Linked DNA regions of Mus musculus: region 2 is linked to region 1. Evidence: chromatin contacts called from public Micro-C data. All regions are on one chromosome and are shown on one strand. The core of a region is the stretch at or near the end of the contact, and the rest is flanking DNA. Distances in the headings are between cores, read along the strand shown.

Region 1 (3,621 bases), core at 472-2,971:
ACAGCAGGAAACAGCATGGGGAAAGAACCATTGCTCTGAACCCTTAACAAAGGTGTAGGTAGAAAGCTCCCATCATGTTGTTTTTCTCTGTGCATTTGGCCTAGACAGGGGCCTCTAATAGGCCAACATCATGACTGAGAAAGGAAGACACACACTGATTAGCCCAGTCAGTGGAATGCAGAGCTAAGGGCCATGCCTATAGGGCTTTTGGTTCTCCTCTGCAAACAAAGGCTTTCAGTTCCTGCACAGGACTTGCTGCTGGGCAGGGTCCTCTCATAGGCTGCTTCCATCTGAAAGTCAATCCACCATCTAACCAGTTAGCTTTCAGCCTTCATTCTGACGCTCAGCCCATCCCCAGTTCTCAGGGAACCCAAGTTTAGAATCAGAGAACGCAGCAGAATTCTACACCAGAGTGATGTGATTCACTCCGTCTTGGTCATTGGACAGCAAGCTTCCTGAAGCCAGTGCACGGTTCTGTTTACCTTTGTATCTGAAAACCTTGCCTGATATCTGGTTCTGAACTTTTTTTGTGTGTGCTTTTTCTCTGGCTTTTACATCATTCCTACAACACACTGTCCCTGAGACACATCACGCCTCCTTGAGGTAGGAGGCTGGACTTTAAGGGCAATGCCAAAGTGGACCCCACTTCTGCTTCCTTGGGAAGCAACATGCTTTTCTGTGCCCTGTCTTGAGAAGCTAAGGAGCCCAATTTGGTTTACTCAGGTAGGTCCTCCGGGATTGCACTTTAAACTAGAGATGCCTTCTCTCTTGGCTGTAACCCCATCACTGGCTGCAGGTGATTCTCCCCTGGTCCTGTTTGCATAAGACTTTGCACAAGCCTCAGAGGACATCCTTGAAATGGAATAGCCTCTTTCTCCTGGAAAATGCCCACCCTGGTCTTACAAGTCTGTATCCCAGGATGCTTGGGAAGTAGTAGTCTGGTTTTCTGCAGCCCAGGGTAGCACGATGAGAGTAGGTTCCAGCCAAGCGTAGAATGCATGGACTTTTCAGCTCCTGTCTGTAACTGGTCAGTCTGCAGCGACAAAGTTCTGGGGTCAAAGATTTGACCTTAAAGAAGATGGGGAGGGGAGGAGAGCTAACCAAGAGGCACATGGGCTTGGCAAAGTATCCTCAGCCAGCGCCTAGCACACAGATGCAGGGCAGCCCTCCTCCCTCTGCCCAAGGTCGCATCCCATCATAGCTCTAGAAACTTCACCTAGGAGGAGGGAGGTGCGGGCTGGGGAACAGGCGCGATGTTTTGCAAAATGAAAGAGACTCGGCGATATTTAAGGTAGTCCTGTAAGCCAGCCGGGAGGCGCCCCCAGTCCCGTAAGCTGCATCCAGGACCGCAGCGTCCGTCTGAGGACAGCTGCGAGGGTCTGCACCACCTGAGTCTCAAGGACGACGAGATCCCCCTTCTACGGTCTCCCTAGTACCCAGAGCTGGAAAGCAAGAGCGGGTACCCTCCTTCCCCGACCCTCCGGACTCCCGGCTCAGGCTGCCGCAGCCTCTGCAGGGACGCGGCGCTAGCAGGGGTCGCGGAGCGCAGCGGGCGCAGCCTGGGTCGCGCGGGGCGTGTGTCCGGGGCGAGAGGACGCCAGACCACTTACCTTGGGGAACCGCGGGGTTCTGGCAGGAAGCGACCGCTGTGCAGGAGCAACGCGAGCTCCCACCCGGCTTCGGGGTGCACGCAGCTGCAGCTGCACGGTCTTCAGTGGCACGATCCTCCTTCCTCTGCACCGTCCGCGTCCGGCACGCACCGCGCGCCGCCGCACCCTGCTGTCCCGGGCGCGCACACCCTCCGGGCGCCCTCAGGTCGCCGGGCTGGGCCTGGAGCCGGGACGCACTAGCTGTGGGCACACCTACCGCGCCAGCTGCGGGACTGGGAGCGCAGGAGCCGGATCCTCGCCGCCGCCACCCGAGTCCCCGCCTTCCTGACGCGGCGCGGGCTTTGGTGTATAGGAAGGGGCAGAATTGCGACACCGAGGGGAGGGTCTTAGCCTTGGACAGAGTTAAGAAGAAAAACTTTTGGAAAAGAAACCAGAAAAGTCTCAGCCTGTGTAAGGCGCTTTCCAGATTTCCCCAGGGCTCCCCCGTGCGTTTTTCTAAGTTTGTCTAGACTCTGGAGTCTAGACGTTTCCGTCCCCACCATGGTGGAGAAACAGTATCAGACAGGGTAAGGGTAATAACTGCCCAAATCAGAACACGAACCAAGGCCTGACAACTGAGATCCTGTGAGCAGTGGGGTCCTAGCCCCAGTGTGGGGGTGTGAGAGTCGTTCACAACAGGACTTAGATGTCTCCTAAGCCATTTCCCTTCCAATTTCCTTCCAAATCCATGTTTCAGCTCCACATAAAAATCCGTCTTCTCTTCATACACCCATCTCCACAGCAGCTTTGTACCAATTAAAAGTTACTAAGCTTGAATGGACAGATAGCTAAGGACCACTTGGGCCAACACCTGGAAAGAGAAGTGGAGTGGTTTCTCCTAACCCCTCACAGAGAGGACCAACAGAAGGGGGAGGGAAGGAGATGGCAGCTGGCAGGTATCCAGAGTCCAGCTGTGACCTCCCCTGGCCCACCTTCCTAGAATCCATGCCCAGAAAGCAGCCCAAGGAGTTTTATTTTTGACATCGTGACCCAGATGGGACAGATAATTTGAATCAAGAGACATTTAATTTCCGTTTCGACAGAAACATAGTTATTAGGATGACTTCATTTCCACGAAGCTTTCATGATAGCAGTAACAAATGGGAATGATGGCCTCAGTGCTGGAGCCCAAATAGGAGTTGGGGGAGGGTCTGTGGCCCAAGGGAGAGCAGCCTCAGACTCTGCCTACTAAGGCCTGCTGGGTTATCCTCATCCGGTGAAAGGAAGGAATATGACAGGAGCGGCTCATTTTCCCAGAGAAGCCAGAAACCCAGACATTTAAGTGAGGTCTCTATTTTTTCCGACACCTCATTTTTAAAATGCCGCTCTTGCAGAGGACCCAGGTTTGATTCCCAGCGTTGGAATGATGGCTCACAACTGGTCACTTTAGTTTCAGCGTACCATACTCGTACTCTTCTGGCCTCCTGGTGCATTAGGCATGTATGTTCCTGGAGCACATACATAAACATACAATGCAGGTAAAATATTCAGACATATAAAATGAAAAGGAATGAATCTTACTTTAAAATGCTAAGCCCTAGCCAGGCAGTGGTGGCACATGTCTTTAATCCCAGCACTTGAGAAACAGAGGTAGGTGAATTTCTGAGTTCAAGGCCAGCCTGGTGTACAGAGTGAGTTCCAGGACAGCCAGGGCTACACAGAGAAACCCTGTCTTAGAAAACCAAAAATAAAATAAAATAAAATAAAATGCTAAGTCTTGTCCCTATAACCAGGTTAAGCTCCTGGACTTGTGCCTCATTGTCTGCATTTGGTTTTTGGCCTCTCAACATCCTTGTGCAACACAGCCAGTGTAGATCACTTACTCCTTCTGCTTCGGGTGTTCTGTGACTAGCCCAAGGTCACACAAGCTACTTGGCTGAGCTGGAACAGAACCCTGAGCATTCTAAGTCCCAGTCTTGGAACCTTCTGCACTCTCAGATACCTCGAAGAACTTGTTCCTTGATTTCTGGGC
Region 2 (3,621 bases), core at 824-3,323, 70 kb after region 1:
TCGTTTCTGTTTGTTGTTTGTGTGCTGTGTGGCTCTCTTCTCCTTCCCAGTCTCCTGCTCTAGTGTGGTTTGTTCCTCCTGGGGCCTCATGGATGTGTTTGCTTTGGCGATGAGGATTCCGTCCTTTGAGCAGTTTTTCTACTGCTGGCTACTGATCCTGAGAATTCCTTTAGCTTTCCTTTCCTCTTCAATTATGAGAAACTGGATACTGTCCTCTTGGTTGGAGGTGGTTTTGAGTTTAAAATACATTGTCTCATTGAATTTCCACTGAGAAGTTTGTTATTCTCACAGGTTTGTCCTCCTATGTGACTCTGTGTCTCTCTTACTTTTTGGTATACTTGCTTTTTCTATATATTTAGTGTTTTGAAAAGGTCAGCTAGCTGGGCAGTGATGGCGCACGCCTTTAATCCCAGCACTTGGGAGGCAGAGGCAGGCGGATTTCTGAGTTCGAGGCCAGCCTGGTCTACAGCGTGAGTTCCAGGACAGCTAGGGGAACACAAGGAAACCCTGTCTCGAAAAACAAAACAAAAAAAGAAAAAAAGAAAAGAGAAGAGGAGAGAGAAGAGAGGAGGGAGAGGGAGAGGGAGAGGGAGAGGGAGAGGGAGAGGGAGAGGGAGAGGGAGAGGGAGAGGGAGAGGGAGAGGGAGAGGGAGAGGGAGAGGGAGAGGGAGAGGGAGAGGGAGAGGGAGAGGGAGAGGGAGAGGGAGAGGGAGAGGGAGAGGGAGAGGGAGAAGAGGAGAGGAGAGGAGAGGAGAAGAGAAAAAAAAGGTCAGCTTAGGAACTTTGGGAAGGTCCTGAAACACTTGCCCCTCCCAGGTTAAAGAGTGCACTGTTTCACCAATCACATTGTGCCTAGTTGCTGATGCGCTATTCTGCCCCTGGAAACCATATAAAAACTTGCCAAATGGGTGCTGGGGGTCACTGCCTCTCCTTTGGGTCTGGGAAGACCCCAGTGCACTGGGACAATAAATTCCTCTTGCTTTTTGCATCAATCCTGGCTCCACGTGGTTTACTCAGGGGGTCCCCAGGGAGCTCAGGCTCCCCAGAGTCTTACAGTTTCAATTATAATATGACATAGTGAAGTTTTTTTTCCTGATCTTGTTGAATTGGTGTGCTAAATGTCTCCTATGTTTGAATGGGCATTTTTTTCTCCCATAGATGGGACTTTTTAAAACAAAAATTATTATTTATTTTATGTATATGAGTGCATTGTAGCCTTCTTCAGACACACCAGGGCATCCCATTACAGATGGTTGTGAGCCACCATGTGGTTGCTGGAATTGAACTCAGGACCTCTGGAAGAGCAGTCAGTGAGGCTGAGACAGGGAGACCCCAAACTCCCTATCCTAGGTTCTTTGGGAAACCCCATCAGATAGAAGAAAAAATGAAGTAGAAAAAAACAAAAACAAAAACCCAAAGCTGGTCCACTAATCTGACGTTCCATATCTTGAGGAATACAAGGGAAGGAAGGACAGAGCTTTGCAGCAGTTCGTGGTCTCTCTTGTGTGATGGCGCCACCCACCTGGGAGGTTTTTCAAAGAGACGTGCTGTGCAGGGTTTAGGCACATGTGCAAAACTGGTGCCTGTGTGGCCCACTCCAGACTACAGCTCAGTCCAGATTTTTGTCTCACTGAATGCTGAGGGGTCTGGCTCAGTTTCCCCCAATTATCTACAGGTTTTCTGCAGACCAGATTTCAGTGTACCATCATGCAGACAAAAAGAAAAGACCTTTTGCTTTTTCTGGTTTCAAAGCAACTGGCTCTGCAGGTATCTTTTTAAAGTGGCTTCTTGGCCTTGGTCAGAAAGAGAAGGTTTTCCCTAGGCTCTGTCCCCTCTGTCACCTATGTGGCTTTTCTCTGCTACTCTCTTCTGTTTCTGGGTATATAACCCATACTGGCCTGGAATTGGCCATGTAGTCAAGGGTGACCTCCAACTTCTGATCCCCCTCCTTCTATCTGGTGAAATTAGAGCATGCACCCCCAGCTCAGTTAAGGAGTTTAGGATTGAAACCCAGGTTTTTGTGGATGCTAGGCAAACACGCTACCAACTGAGCGACAACCTCTCTCTCTTTAAGCCGCGAACAGACTCCATCTCACTGGGAGAAGAGAATGCACTCCCCAGGTAGGGCTCTGGAATGGCGTTTGGACTATCCTTTAGCTTTTAATTTTACGTTGTTGCTGAAACTAGTGTCTTCTGCCATATCTACCTCGGAGCTTAGCTGCAGTCCCCTGTCTTCAGTTTCCTCTCTGGCATTTTTATCCTTTGATATTTTCAGGTCACTCTTCCCATGGCTGAGGACCAGTCAGTGCTATGATATGAGCGCCACCTACTGTTCATGGGCACAAAATATATTTCATGGCCCTGCTGCAGTCCTCTTGAATTGTTTCATCGCATTCTTTGTTGAAGACATCCTTCCCCTGAATTAAACTTATTTTTTACCTTAATTTTCTTCAGCCGGGCGTTGTGGCACACGCCCTTAATCCCAGCACTCGGGAAGCAGAGGCAGGCGGATTTCTGAGTTCGAGGCCAGCCTGGTCTACAAAGTGAGTTCCAGGACAGCCAGGGCTATACAGAGAAACCCTGTCTCAAAAAACCAAAACCAAAACAACAACAACAAAATTTTTTTCTTCAATTTCCAGGTGGCCTTTAAATACCCAATTAATTTATCAAATACTTCTGTATATTCTCTTTTCTTAACTCAGAAGCCCTGATTATTTTAGTTACTCAAGTCTAACTATTTAAATTATTAATGTAAAAGGTTTTACATATTTAAAGAGCCTGTGATCTAGAATACTTAAAAAGAAATGGATTCAAACTTTATTGATTATTTGTGCCAGGCACCAAATATCATGGAAACATTTTTAAAAAACTCAGTATAGAGCAAACAATATAATAATAAAATAAAATATAAGTGTCTTACATGTAGGAAAATTGGAGGGGGGGTCCTCTGTGAGGTCCTGAAGGTGACTTGAGCTCCAGAGTCAGAATAGGGAAGAGCCTAATCATTTTAGTGTGCATGCTGCCGCCGCATACACAAGGACAAATCACACAGGGTTCTTTTCCTAAACAAGCCTACAGCCTTGTACAGTGAGTGGATAGACAGGCAAAATTTTTTATTCCTATCTTTCTCTATCTAAATCCGGGGCTGGGGGGCGGAATGAGTGAATTTTCAGCGGAGCTGCAAACATTCAGGGACCCCAAAAGTCAAGGATGTAAGAGAGTAAACAGTCGGGGAGATGAACTGAGAGAAGTTGGAGGACAGTGGGGGGTGGGGGGGGGGTAAGCTGAAGACACCCGCCCATCCAGGGAAGCGGAGGACGGGGCACATCCCTCCTGTAGTAAATGCCAGTGTGAATAGAAGTGACAACACCACAGGGAATAAGAACTGGGTCAGTCCCAGGGCAATGGCATGGTGTGGGGAGCTCTCCCTACCAGTAAGAGGAAGTGTGAACTACAAAAGGTGGGACCCGCGGTTTAAGACAGAGAGGTTCACCAGGCAGTGGTGGCGCATGCCTTTAATCCCAGCACTTGGGAGGTAGAGGCAGGCGGATTTCTGAGTTCAAGGCCAGCCTGGTCTACAGAGTGAGTTCCATGACAGCCAGGGCTACATAGAGAAACCCT

The links. A called contact is a pair of places that touch in the nucleus more often than the background predicts.
Region 2: a contact with region 1 is called in a Micro-C map of embryonic stem cells, with 1.6 times the contacts expected there. The contact joins the enhancer-like site here to the promoter of Kank4 in region 1. A contact is called at or near these places in 8 of 39 promoter capture datasets (the HPC-7 cell line, cranial neural crest, embryonic stem cells and 4 more), 1 of 15 datasets of contacts at CTCF or cohesin (embryonic stem cells), 17 of 484 Hi-C or Micro-C datasets (cumulus cells, embryonic fibroblasts, embryonic stem cells and 3 more), 8 of 115 datasets of contacts at active chromatin or transcription factors (craniofacial prominence, double positive thymocytes, embryonic stem cells and 1 more) and 3 of 9 other capture datasets (adipose tissue, liver and pancreatic islet).

Annotation. Positions count from the first base shown.
Region 1 is chr4:98,815,816-98,819,436 of GRCm38.p6, forward strand. Kank4 (KN motif and ankyrin repeat domains 4) reads right to left here and starts at 1,722. Exons shown (of 10, transcript NM_172872.3): 1 at 1,611-1,722. It overlaps I0C0044D17Rik (RIKEN cDNA I0C0044D17 gene), which reads right to left. Exons shown (of 3, transcript NR_151512.1): 3 at 2,660-3,621.
Region 2 is chr4:98,885,033-98,888,653 of GRCm38.p6, forward strand. No RefSeq gene overlaps it. Among named protein-coding and RNA genes, the nearest start is that of Usp1, 37 kb to the right of the region's middle. Within about 2 kb of position 2,074, at least 3 of the 459 cell types and tissues checked have an H3K27ac peak or open chromatin away from gene starts, as enhancers often do.